Regions from separate parts of the Mus musculus genome. Here region 2 is linked to region 1. The links are chromatin contacts, called in public promoter capture Hi-C maps. All regions are on one chromosome and are shown on one strand. Each heading gives the region's core, a stretch centred on a gene start, on an enhancer-like site or on the middle of the called end of the contact. The rest is flanking DNA. Distances are from core to core; before and after follow the strand shown.

Evidence for each region. Capture Hi-C pulls out chosen DNA fragments and counts their contacts.
Region 2: a promoter capture Hi-C map of adipose tissue shows a contact between it and region 1. The contact joins two enhancer-like sites. A contact is called at or near these places in 1 of 115 datasets of contacts at active chromatin or transcription factors (a beta-TC-6 cell line) and 1 of 9 other capture datasets (adipose tissue).

Annotation. Positions count from the first base shown.
Region 1 is chr13:91,951,144-91,957,062 of GRCm38.p6, reverse strand. The region is part of intron 18 of Rasgrf2 (RAS protein-specific guanine nucleotide-releasing factor 2); the gene reads left to right. Among named protein-coding and RNA genes, the nearest start is that of Gm46435, 30 kb to the right of the region's middle. Within about 2 kb of position 1,257, at least 41 of the 459 cell types and tissues checked have an H3K27ac peak or open chromatin away from gene starts, as enhancers often do. A contact at or near this core is called in adipose tissue, where this site is marked.
Region 2 is chr13:92,239,757-92,246,018 of GRCm38.p6, reverse strand. All of the region lies in intron 19 of Msh3 (mutS homolog 3), which reads left to right. Among named protein-coding and RNA genes, the nearest start is that of Rasgrf2, 110 kb to the right of the region's middle. Within about 2 kb of position 4,383, at least 80 of the 459 cell types and tissues checked have an H3K27ac peak or open chromatin away from gene starts, as enhancers often do. A contact at or near this core is called in adipose tissue, where this site is marked.

The DNA of each region.
Region 1 (5,919 bases), core at 8-2,507:
TCTAGTCCTGGGCAATAAAGGAAACTGGCTGAGCATGCATGAAATGAGCCAGAGAGAAAACCAGCAAGGAGAATTTTCCTTCATGGTGTCCTGCCTGGAGTTCATGCCATGATTTCCTCCAATGATGGACGTATTCCAGCTTGTATGTAAAGATAATAAGCCCACCCACTAGTTAAGTTGCATTTACTTAGAGTGGTTTTATGACAGGAGCAGAAGGGATACCAGAGCATGGGGCTTCCTGTATGGTTGGGACTCAAGCTTCTGAACTAAAATAATCTTCCCACTTACTGGTGTGAATGTAACCCTGAGCCTGCAGATCAGCTAAGAATGCTCACAGCAGCTGGCCCTTGCATTCTCTTCTTGGAAAGGGGCCATAGGACAAGCTTGACCACACATAGTATTCACTACTGCTGATCATGTCTTCTCTGCACCTCCCAAGCAGACCCACATCCTTACTACAGAAGCCTGGATGCCCTCTTCCCTGGCTGGGCTGCATTGCCAAGTCTTCTGTCTGTGTATAGACCTTTCCCATGCTCTATGTAGATGATTCTCTTACTGATGCTGCTTCAAAGGGTTGCAAAGCAAGTTGATTCTGCCTCACAGTGTTAATTGCTGTTTGATTCCATCACAGAACCATCTGTTTAGGGCCAGGAAGGTAGCCTAAGCAGAGAATAGGAAGCTGAAACACATTTACACAGGACAGCCACAGCCACCTCCTGCTGAGCATTGTTCTAATAGGAATGAAACATTACAAATGCCAGACCTGCTTTCTCCCTTTGTTTTCGTTTTTAAAGAAAAGCCAGAAACCTGCATGTTTTTGAGAAAATTTCCAGTTTTTATAGAAATTGAAAATGAATTCATACTCTTTATAAACATAGTTGTAACCAAACAAAATATGTCTGTGGGCCACACTTGGCTGTAAGCCATTAGTGGTTGACCTTGGATTTACTATAACCAGTTACAGCTGGAGTTGAGGATGGTTGGAGCTTAGATTTGCTGAGATACCCTCAGATCTTATTAATAGACTCCTGACTTGCTTTATCAGACCCATCCACCAGCTTTTGCATGCCTTTTGCTGGCCTGTCTCCAGGGAGTTATCCCCACTTTTCTACTGTCTTTGACCACTTTGGCTTTCAAAGGGCAATAATCCAAGCTCAAAGATTTGGGAGATGTGTCATTGTCAGCTGCACCATGGGCACATGATGCTGAAGTATGAGAAGAGGAGTGGCAAAGTGCTGTGCTCAGGCGCTCAGTGATGGAGACAGAGGCTCACACTTATGACCTAATCGCTAACTCCTTGCCTTGATATTGCCACTAATTCCATATTAACTGTAAAAGAGCCAGAGCTCAAGAAGCCTGGAATGTGTGACTTATGTCCACTCTCACAGCTGTGTCTGTGCACAATATACTCACCTTATTGCAATGAAAGGATCTAGTCAGAGGGAGCTTTTGTCTGTGTTGAGAGTAGGGTTGCATTTACAGTAAGATATTGATTTCTGTCAATTAAGTTAATGCCACACTTTTACCCTGACATGTTTTCAGGATCTGTGAGAACATCCAGCCTTTTAAAACAGCTTATGCGTACCAATAAAGCTGTAGGAAAGGCAATGAATCTGGTCTTTTGCCAATGTTTGTATTACAAGCTAAAATTGAAACTGCTGGCAGGAGTCACATGTTGATTTTCTATTTCAAAATCAGAACATCATGCAGACATTTTACTGTAGCACATCCCAGGGCAGCTTGTCTAGAGTGGAAAAAGAACAGCTTAGGCTCCTAACTACACCTGCCTCCTGGGCTTCTGAGAAGCCCACTAAAGGCAAGGACTCCAGAAAGGAGAGATGCTGCTGATAGCAAGGCAAGAAAACAGAGGCAAGGAGTCCCCACACCAACACCTGCCCTCCTCTCTCCTGGTTCTCCTTCTACTGGTTGGTCAGGGCATAGTAGGAAATGCTCTGAGCACCTAACCAGGTAAAAGGTGTAAGGACAGATGCTGGCCAACTATGGCGTTCCATATGTAGAGGATTCCCCCATCTTTTCATGTTCTAACAAAGACTGACCTTTGTCCTAGGTTATATATAGCTTCTCTTTTACTGCACCCTGCTTTTCCCCTCTGTATATTCTTACTCTGTGGAATTCTGTACCTTTATGTGACAGCATGTCCTCTAGTTACACTTAGTCATACCATTTGTCAAGCAAATGAAAGGGCATTTTACTTTCCCTTATTTAAGACTTATTAAGAATTTATTTTTTCCCATTTTTATTAGTTTTAATATTTTGTGGAATGTGTTTCAATCAATCATAGTCGCCGTTTCACCCCACTTCCCCCCAAATTCACCCCACCTCCACCCACCCATTTTCAGGCCCTCTTTTATTTAAAAAAATAAAAACAAAACCCATCCAGTACAGTCAGTGCTGCCCATATACTTTTGAGCGTGTGGCCTTCCACTGGAGCATGACCAACCCATTGGGGCCTTCACCCTTAAACAAGACAGTGCTCCCTCTCCCAGCAGCAGTGCTCCCTCTCCCAGCAGCAGTGCTCCCTCTCCCAGCAGCAGTGCTCCCTCTCCCAGCAGCAGTGCTCCCTCTCCCAGCAGCAGTGCTCCCTCTCCCAGCAGCAGTGCTCCCTCTCCCAGCAGCTGTCACATGCCCATCGCTCTCCAGCTAGGGGTAGGACTTCATACATGCCTCCTCTCTCCATGTCAGGAGTTTTGTTTGTTTTTATGTATTAATTAAGTTATTTTTTCCTTTACATCCAAATCACAGCTTCCGGTCCCTCCTCTCCTCCCAGTCCCTCCCTCTTACCTCCCCTCCTCCCATCCACCCCTCCTCCCAACCATGGGAGGCCTCTTATGGATATTGACAAGCCTTGGCATATCAACATGCAGTAAGGCATCTTCTCCTTTTGAGGCTAGACAAGGCAGCTCAGTAAGAGGAAAGAGACCCAGAGGTAGGCAGTGTAGACAGAGACAGCTCCTGCCTCTGCTTTAGGAGTCCCATGGGAAGATCCAGCTGCTCAACTGTTACATATGTGCAGGAGGCTTAGGTCCATCCCATGTGTGCTCTTGGTTGGCAGTTCAGTCTCCATGAACCCCTATAGGCCTAGGTTAGTTGATTCTGTAGGTTTTCTTGTGGTATCCTTGACTCCTCTTGGCTCCTTCAATCCATCCTCCCCCTCTTCCACAAGATTCTCCAAGCTCCACTTGATGTTTGATTGTGGGTCTCTGCATCAGTTTCTATCAGCTGCTGGATGAAGCCTCTCTGATGACAGTTATGTTAGGCCCCTATTTGCAAGTATACAGAATATGACTAGTAGTGTCAGGGGTGTGCTACCTCTCATGACATGGGTCACAAGTGGGGCCAGTCATTGGATTGCCCTTCCTTCAAATTCTGCTCCATCTTTCACCCCTGGTTATCTTGTAGCTAGGACAAATAGTGGGTCTAAGACTGCATATACATCATTAGCTAGGCTTACCCTCATGTATTCCTGGGAGTCTTCATTGTCCTGGGTTTCTGGATCATCCCAGAGATGCCCAATCCCCAATTCAATTGTTTCATCTAGTACTCTCTCTCAGTCCTCACTCCACCTCATCCCTCCTGCTGCCACCCCCACCTCTCTCCTACCCCTCCCTCCATCCTTCCCTAGTGTCTAATCTATTTCCTTTTCTCGTTGGTATTCAAGCATTTCCCCCTTGGGCATTTCCTGTTACTTAGATTCTTTGGGTCTGTGGATTGTAGTGTGGCTATCCTGTACTTTATGACTAATGTCCACTTATAAGTGAGTATATACCATGTTTGTCTTTCTAGGTCTGACTGATCTCACTCAGGATGATACTTTCTAGTTCCATCCATTTACCTGAATATTTTATGATGTCATTGTTTTTTAATAGTTGAGCAATGTTCCATTATGTAAATGTAGCACATTTTCTTTATCCATTCTTCAGTTGATGGACATCTAGGTTGTTTCCAGTTTTGGCTATTATGAATAAATCTACCATGAACACTGTTGGATAAATGTCCTTGAGTTATGATGGAGCATCTTTTGGGTATATACCTATGTCACTCAGGAGTCTTGAGTAGATGGGTCTTGAGAAAGAACTACTCTCAATTTTCTGAGAAATTGCCAAATTGATTTACAAAGTGCTTGTAGAGTTTGTATTCCCACCAGCAATGGAAAGGTGTTGCCCTTGCTCCACAACCTCTCCAGCATGTGCTGGTCCTTAAGTTTTTTTTTTTTTTTATCTTGGCCATTTTGATGGGTATAAAAAATGGAAGGAATCTCATAGCCATTGGATTTGCATTACCCTGACAACTAAGGATGTTGGACATTTCTTTAAGTGCTTCTCAGACATTAGGGATTCCTCTGTCAAGAATTCTCTGTTTAGATCTGTACCCCCATTTTAAATTATTTTGTTTGTTGATGTCTCAATTCTTGAGTTCTTTATATATTTTGGATATCAGCCCTCTCTGGATGTGTGGTTGGTGAAGATCTCTTCCCATTCTGTAGGCTGCTGTTTTGTCCTATTGATGGTGCCCATTGTCTAACAGAAGCCTCTCAGTTTCATGAGGTCTCATTTATTTATTGTTGATTTTACTGCCTGAGCTGTTGGTGTTCTGTTCAAGAAGTGGTCTCCTGTGCCAATGCACTCAAGGCTATTCCCCACTTTCTCTTCTATTAGATTTAGTATATTTGGTTTTATGTTGTGGTCCTTGATCCACTTTGACTTGAGTTTTTGCAGGGTGATAGATATGGATCTATTTGCAGTCTTCTACATGCGGACATCCAGTTTGACCAGCATCGCTTGTTGAAAGTGCTTTCTTTTTCCCACTGTAGTTTTTTTTTGCCTTTTTTTCAAAAGTCAAGAGGCCTTAGTTGTGTGGGTTTATTTCTTGGTCTTCAATTCTATTCCATTGATCATCCTGTCTGTTTTTATGCTAATATGATGCAGTTTTTATTACTATTGCTCTGTAGTACAGTAAAATCAGGGATGTGATACCTCTAGAAGTTCTTTTATTGTACAAGGTTGTTTTAGCTATTGTGCATTTTCTGTTTTTCCACTTGAAGTTGAGAATTGCTCTTTCTTTTTTTTTTTTTCCATTTTTTATTAGGTATTTAGCTCATTTACATTTCCAATGCTATACCAAAAGTCCCCCTTACCCACCCACCCCCACTCCCCTACCCACCCACTCCCCCCCTTTGGCCCTGGCGTTCCCCTGTACCGGGGCAAACAAAGTCTGCGTGTCCAATGGGCCTCTCTTTCCAGTGATGGCCGACTAGGCCATCTTTTGATACATATGCAGCTAGAGTCAAGAGCTCAGGGGTACTGGTTAGTTCATAATGTTTTTCCACCTATAGGGTTGAAGATCCCTTTAGCTCCTTGGATACTTTCTCTAGCTCCTCCATTGGGAGCCCTGTGATCCATCCATTAGCTGACTGTGAGCATCCACTTCTGTGTTTGCTAGGCCCCGGGATAGTCTCACAAGAGACAGCTACATCTGGGTCCTTTCGATAAAATCTTGCTAGTATATGCAATGGTGTCAGCGTTTGGATGCTGATTATGGGGTGGATCCCTGGATATGGCAGTCTCTACATGGTCCATCCTTTCATCTCAGCTCCAAACTTTGTTTCTGTAACTCCTTCCATGGGTGTTTTGTTCCCACTTCTAAGGAGGGGCATAGTGTCCACACTTCAGTCTTCATTTTTCTTGAGTTTCATGTGTTTAGGAAATTGTATCTTATATCGTGGGTATCCTAGGTTTTGGGCTAGTATCCACTTATCAGTGAGTACATATTGTGTGAGTTCCTTTGTGATTGTGTTACCTCACTCAGGATGATGCTCTCCAGGTCCATCCATTTGGCTAGGAATTTCATAAATTCATTCTTTTTAATAGCTGAGTAGTACTCCATTGTGTAGATGTACCA
Region 2 (6,262 bases), core at 3,134-5,633, 290 kb before region 1:
GTATTTTGGTTTTGAGATAAGTGATATAAATTCAACTGTGTTGCTTTAGGAAGTACTGTTGCATGGGAGAGAAAATGAGTCTAGTGTGCAAAGAGAATCTCCAGGAAGCCCCTGAACTGTGGATCTCTTTAGGTTGTGGGAAATCTACTGCCTAAGTGCCCTAGAGGCAAGTACTAGGGTCCAGGTCAAGAAGTAACCTGAGGTTCTTTAGTCCTCAGTACTGTCTATGGTGTGTAGTAGACACATATTTCTTTGTATATAAGAATGTTTGAAGCTGGTAAGAATGAGGACCAACTGCCCAGTTTCCTCTTCCCTCCCAGTACAAGTTGTTTTAGATGCCCAGTAATACTTGCTTTGGCTACAAATTAAATGTAACATTAGTTGAATCAACTGTAGTCATTGACTTTATCCCTAATTACCAAGTACAATGATAATGCCTTACCTAAAACATCTGAGTTTTAAGCTTGACTTCATTTCCTGGCTAGATTATACAAATAGGATCACTGTCGTGTGTGTGTGTGTGTGTGTGTGTGTGTGTGTGTGTGTGTGTGTGTTTTATATAGTGTGATAATTAGATAAATGAACTGAAGGATGAAAGTGAAGGAGGAAGATTAGAGATGCATTTTTAATTATATGTGTGCACATGTGTCTGTGTGTGAGTATGTGCACATGGGTGTAAGTGCTTGTGGAGGCCAGAGAGCTCACCAGCTCCACTGGAGCTGGAATGGTTGGGATGCCTGACATGGGTGCTGGGAACTCTGAAGAGCTGAAGGGACATCTAACCTGGGCCATCTCTTAGCTCCAGGGAAGTATGAATGGTACTTACTTTGTATTATAGGGCTTGTATCTTGTATCTCCTCTCTTGTTTCTGAAACACTGAGAAGGCAGTTGTTCGATACTAACTTGATTTATTAACCTCCATATATATGCATGTGTTTCTGTGTGAGTGCAGCTCTGTGTATGGGTGCTCTTAGGGGACAAAAGAGGACACCAGATCCTCTGGAGCAGAGTTGTAGGTAGCTGTGCACCACCTGATGTGGGTGCCAGGAAGTGAGCTCAGGTCCTCTGAAAGAACTGCAAACCTCTTAGCCACACAGCCATTCTCTCTCACTGATGCTGATTTCCTTTTCTTACAATCACCTGCGCTGGTGTCTGCCCTGAGGTTTCTTTTTCTTCCTGTCTCTAACCCATGGCCATCAATTGAACTCTTGTTCATTCTTCAAGACCCAAAATGTTATTTCCTACTTCACAGAGCCTTCATTACTACTTTACCCAGAAACAAGTTGTCCATGGTAGTATGTCTTTCCATCCTAAAGTTCCTTCCACATATCACATTTTCTTATGTAGGCATAGAGGGTCTGAGTGGTGATAGCAAATAAAAATTCAAATTCAGTTCTACCATTATTTTACTGTCTCCTGAGATGGGCCACCCATCACCTGGCCTTGGTTTTCTTATCTGTAAGTGAAGAGCGGGAAACCAGCCTTGCTTCTACTGTTCTACCGAATGGGAGATGGGTAGGATGCAAGGATCAGGCAGGGTTAAACCACTGCCCTGGCATCTCAGGGGTGAGCCTCACTGTCCCTCCTCACTGCTCCCTCTCTGCTCCTTATTCATCTGTCCTTAAATGTGCAGAGACTGACTGGGCTTGTGCAGAGGAAGGCTTTGTCTGTAGCTTGCCATTGATTGACATTTTCAGGGAATAAAGCACTTTAAAACTGACATTTTTCCTGCTGGCCCTCAGCTACTATAAAAATAGTTCTACCACATTCTATAAAGATGGATTTTAGTATCTGTGCCTGTCAAGGACAGAACCATGGTTTACAGAGAATTCGCTCTTTGCTAGGGCTTAGAAATGAACATGTGACAATTTTGAATTCTTTTCTACTGTTGATTTTGGAGCTACTGTGACTTCCTGTCTTCTGTTGTACCCAGTGGCAGAGTCAAGGACCCCAGGCTGAAACCTCTCCCCTGATTTTACAGTGTCTCTACCTCCTTGCCATTGAGCAGAAGTCCCTTGCAAGATATCTATCAGCAGTTTGCTGCTAGTAGCTCTGTACTGCTGGGCAAGCTTCTTGGCTTCCCAAGGCTTTGTACTTCTTCACCTGTAACATGGGAACATAGGGACCATGTACGTACCTGTCATGTTTGTATCAGGAGATGGAGGCAGGAGAACTGCAAAACTGAGGCCAGGACAGGCTATATAATAAGACACCCCCACCCCCACCCCCATGAAACAAACTGTCCTAAGAACTAAATGAGAAGATGCATATGAACTTGTGTGTGTGTGTGTGTATACATTCATATTAGATACATATGCACTTAGTGTGTATGTGGGTGGTCTGGAAGGCAGAGCATTGACATTGAGTGGCTTCCTCAATCATTCTTTACCTTATTTTGTTAGACAGGCTCTCTCAATGAATCTGGAGCTTGCTGATTGAACTTGGCTGGCTAGCCAGCAAGACCCAGGGATTCTCCTGTCTCTGGTATCTGTTCCACTTTGCCTGGCTTTATGTGTGAGTGGTAGGGATCCAAGCTCAGGTTCCCCAGCTTACAAGCACTTACTAACTAAGCTGTCTCCCAGCCCTTTGTGACTCTCTTCTGCTGTTGATTATTCGTCTTTCCCAGAGAATATAGCACTTAATGTTGTGAGTACTTGGGTATTTCAGGTTCTAGTCTACAGTATGAGTCTTGAATTCTGAACTCAGCATTGCCATTCATGCTGAAGCCAGACTCCTGAGAGAGGTGCCTCTCCTGCAAAGGAGTCTCAGTCTCCCCATCTCTGTGCAAGTGTGGGTGAAACTCAGCCTTGGTTTCTAGTGGCCCCTACCATCCACCATGATGGGTAGCACTCTGTCCACCAATAGCTAAGCCTCCTAGGATGGTACTTACATCTTGTGTTTGCCTCTGTTCATTCTTTCATCTATTCCTTCATCTCTCTGCAGTTTCTTGAGACTTTCTCAGGGCCTGACCTCATGTTGGGTGTCCAGTCTTGTACACTCCCATTCGCTTCAGTCAGCTTCCGTGGGTACAGAGTTCTCATCAAGTGTGGCTTCTTTCTATCCTGTTAAGTTCTTTGCTCATGCTAACAGTGGCTACTGACTATTCTCTTAGGGATGCTCACTCAGCCTTCTGCTCTTCTGGACAGATTTAAGGTATATAATGAATGTATCTGGAAGCCTATGATGTGTGTTATCTCAGATAACAATCCTAACCAGAAGGTAGATGAGCACGTTAGATGGGTGTGTGCAGTTCTTAGTACTTATCTTCCTTACTCTGACATCTTGGGATGGGGAAAGGACTTATATCTTCCCTATTTTTATAAGTAGTACAGACATTGCTTTTAAAATGTAAATGTGATAAATATTTGTAATATCTACCTTTGTACCACAAATGTGTTACCCTTGGTACCACATTTGACTATGAAACATCTACCATGGGAACTTTCTAGCAGTGAGATGGTAATAACAAGTGGTCAAGGAAAAGTCATTTCAGAGAGGAAATGAAAATGTGACCCTGGTTAAGGGACGTCTGTCCTGCCCAGACCTGTGGAAAGGCTTTGAGGCAGGAGTAATCTTATAGCCAACCTCCTGGCTGGTCACTGAAGAGCAAAAATAAGTCTTCTGGCACCAGAGGAACCTTGTAGACAGGTGGACTAAGTAAGAAAGCAGGCAAAGAGACCAAGAACGCCTGCTGCATCTGTGCTGTGTCTAGGGCAGGTTCTGAAAAGAGGCAGTCATCTGTGCAAGGAGCAGTGGGCCAAAGCAGGTGCCATGGTTAGCTCGGGCTTCTGAGAAGATGCACTGCGCCATCGGAATCTTTGTGTCCCCTCCAGAGTCACTCTTAGAAATCCTGAGCACCGAGTTGACGGTGGTAAGGACTGTTTCCAGTCACTGGAGTTGGTTAGATTGTAAGAGAGGATCCTCCTGCATAGGATTAGTACCCTTAAGAAAGGGCCCGAGAGGGTTCATGTGCCCCTTTAGCCTTGTGAGCACCCAGCCAGAAGTTGGCTATGTGCACAGACACAGATCCTGGGCTTCTCTGCATCCAGAATGGGGAAATAAATGTTTGTTATGTATAAGCTAAGAGAGTGCAGGGTGGCATTGAGAAAGGAAGATAAAAGGAGGGGGAGGGGAAGGAAAAGAAAGGCAGGTCAGCCTTGACTGTGACACTTGGACACATTTTCAGTGCTCTGAGAGTCTGTGGAAGTGACAGCTTTTTGTGAAAAACAAGTTCTGTCTTAGTTATTAAGACTGTCACTTTGTCTGTCATACAGAGAGTGGACTGTGGTAAAGGAACACCGGAAAGGCTTGCCGAGAGCCTTGACAGCTGCCTACAGAGCAGCAACAGAGGTGGACACAGGAAGTAGTTATGTGTCAGTGCCTGGTGACTCATCACTGCTGTGTCTCCTGCTGGTGTTTATACTGCCTCTTATTGGAGGTCCTTTAGGGTTGATTAGAAAAATGCCATTTGGGTCTGGAGAGATGACTCAGCTATTAAGAACACTTCCTGCTCTTTCGGAAGACCTAGATTCGTTTCCCAGAACCCACCTGATGGCTCACAGCCATCCAATTGAAGGGAATCTAATACTCTGTTCTGACCTCCACAGGCACAAGGCATATATATATATATATATATATATATATATATATATATATATATATATACATACATGTGTGGTAAGCATATATGCACGTAAGCAAAACACTCATATACATAAAATAAATAAATCTTTAAAAATATCTCTATTTTAAAAAAAAGAATATGCCATTGGTCACTTGAAAGCAGTTGAGTTTAGTGAGCTGAAAAGCTAATTTTTTGTCTGAGCTCGCTCCTCAAATATAGGGGTGTTCTGGAACATTCTATTCCATAGTAACTGCCTCTCTACCCACACAGCTGATGCCAATGGCTTGCCCAGCCTCGCTCTTCTGGGTGTGTGCAGGTGAATCTTTGGGTAGAGTATAGAACCTCTGCTCTGGTATAGTTGTCTATGTCCTATAACTGAATTTAGGTTGAGAGCATTTAGTTTACCTGTCTTTAATTTATGGATAAAAAACTGAGGCCTACAAAACATATCAGCCTGTGCAAACTCTCTTGCAGAAACCACTTTTGCTGGCACAGCAGCCCATGTTTGATTCATAGTTATTCTTTTAAAGAATAGCTTGAGGTGTTGTTACCTTCTTCTTGGCCTGTAATTGTAAGTGATTTACAGGACTTTATTTATTTATTTATTTATACCATTCCTGTTCATCCCAATGATAGAAAACCTTTTGGTTTTTTTGATACCTTATGTAAATAATAGAGGGCTGAATCAAAGATATCAAGGGAAAGTACTCCCACAGAATGATGATTTCCCCTACTGTATGCCAGGTTCCTGTAGATAAGGCTTTGCATCCTATTAGACAGTGGTATCCTCATTTATGTAGTTCCCATTTTATGGATGAGTTTCTTTTTGGAGGACCTAACATGGTAGAATGGAAATGTTCTACACATTTTGGCCTCTTATTTACCTTTTAATTTTTTTTTTGTCCTATTTATTTATTTATTTATTTAGGTTTTTTCGAGTCAGGGTTTCTCTGTGTAACCCTGTCATGCCACCACCGCAGGCTTTATTTATCTTTCTAAAACATAGCTGTGACTGTCTCATACTTCATAGCTTGTATTTTAAATTTAATGACACAGGTAAATCCTACATTTTCAAAAAAAGCATTGGACAATTTTTAGCCATGCTATTGTATCATATTAAACAGTATGAATGGACCCTAGTTGTCCCTAAAAAAAAAAAAAATTGTTTCTAACACGCTGTTATAAGTGTTTATGCCGCAGTGCTTCAGCCTCCTGAAAAGCTACAAAGGGGGCCCCTGGGAAATGATTCGGATTCCCCTTCCCTTTTCCTCCCCAAGTGGACAGTCCTCAAAGAGGAAATAGTTTCTTTTAAAACCACTTACTGTATTAATAAATCTAACCCTGCAGGTAAGGCAGATAGCAGCATAATTCTGTGGGTTGATAGTGTGTGGCCTCTCCTCAGATCCGTTGTAAATATCATCTCACCTCTTGGTTTCCTTCTCTCTCTTACCTGCAGTTGATCAAACCCAGGACTTTGCACTTGTGGATCAAACGTTGTTCTACTAATCCAGGCCTGGATGTCAGGCTCCTTACCTGAATGATGGCAGAGACTCTGTATCTAGAATGGCATCCTGTATTAGATGAGGGCTTTGGGATTTTAGTTAAGTAATTAAAAATAAGCTGATGGTTAGACAATGG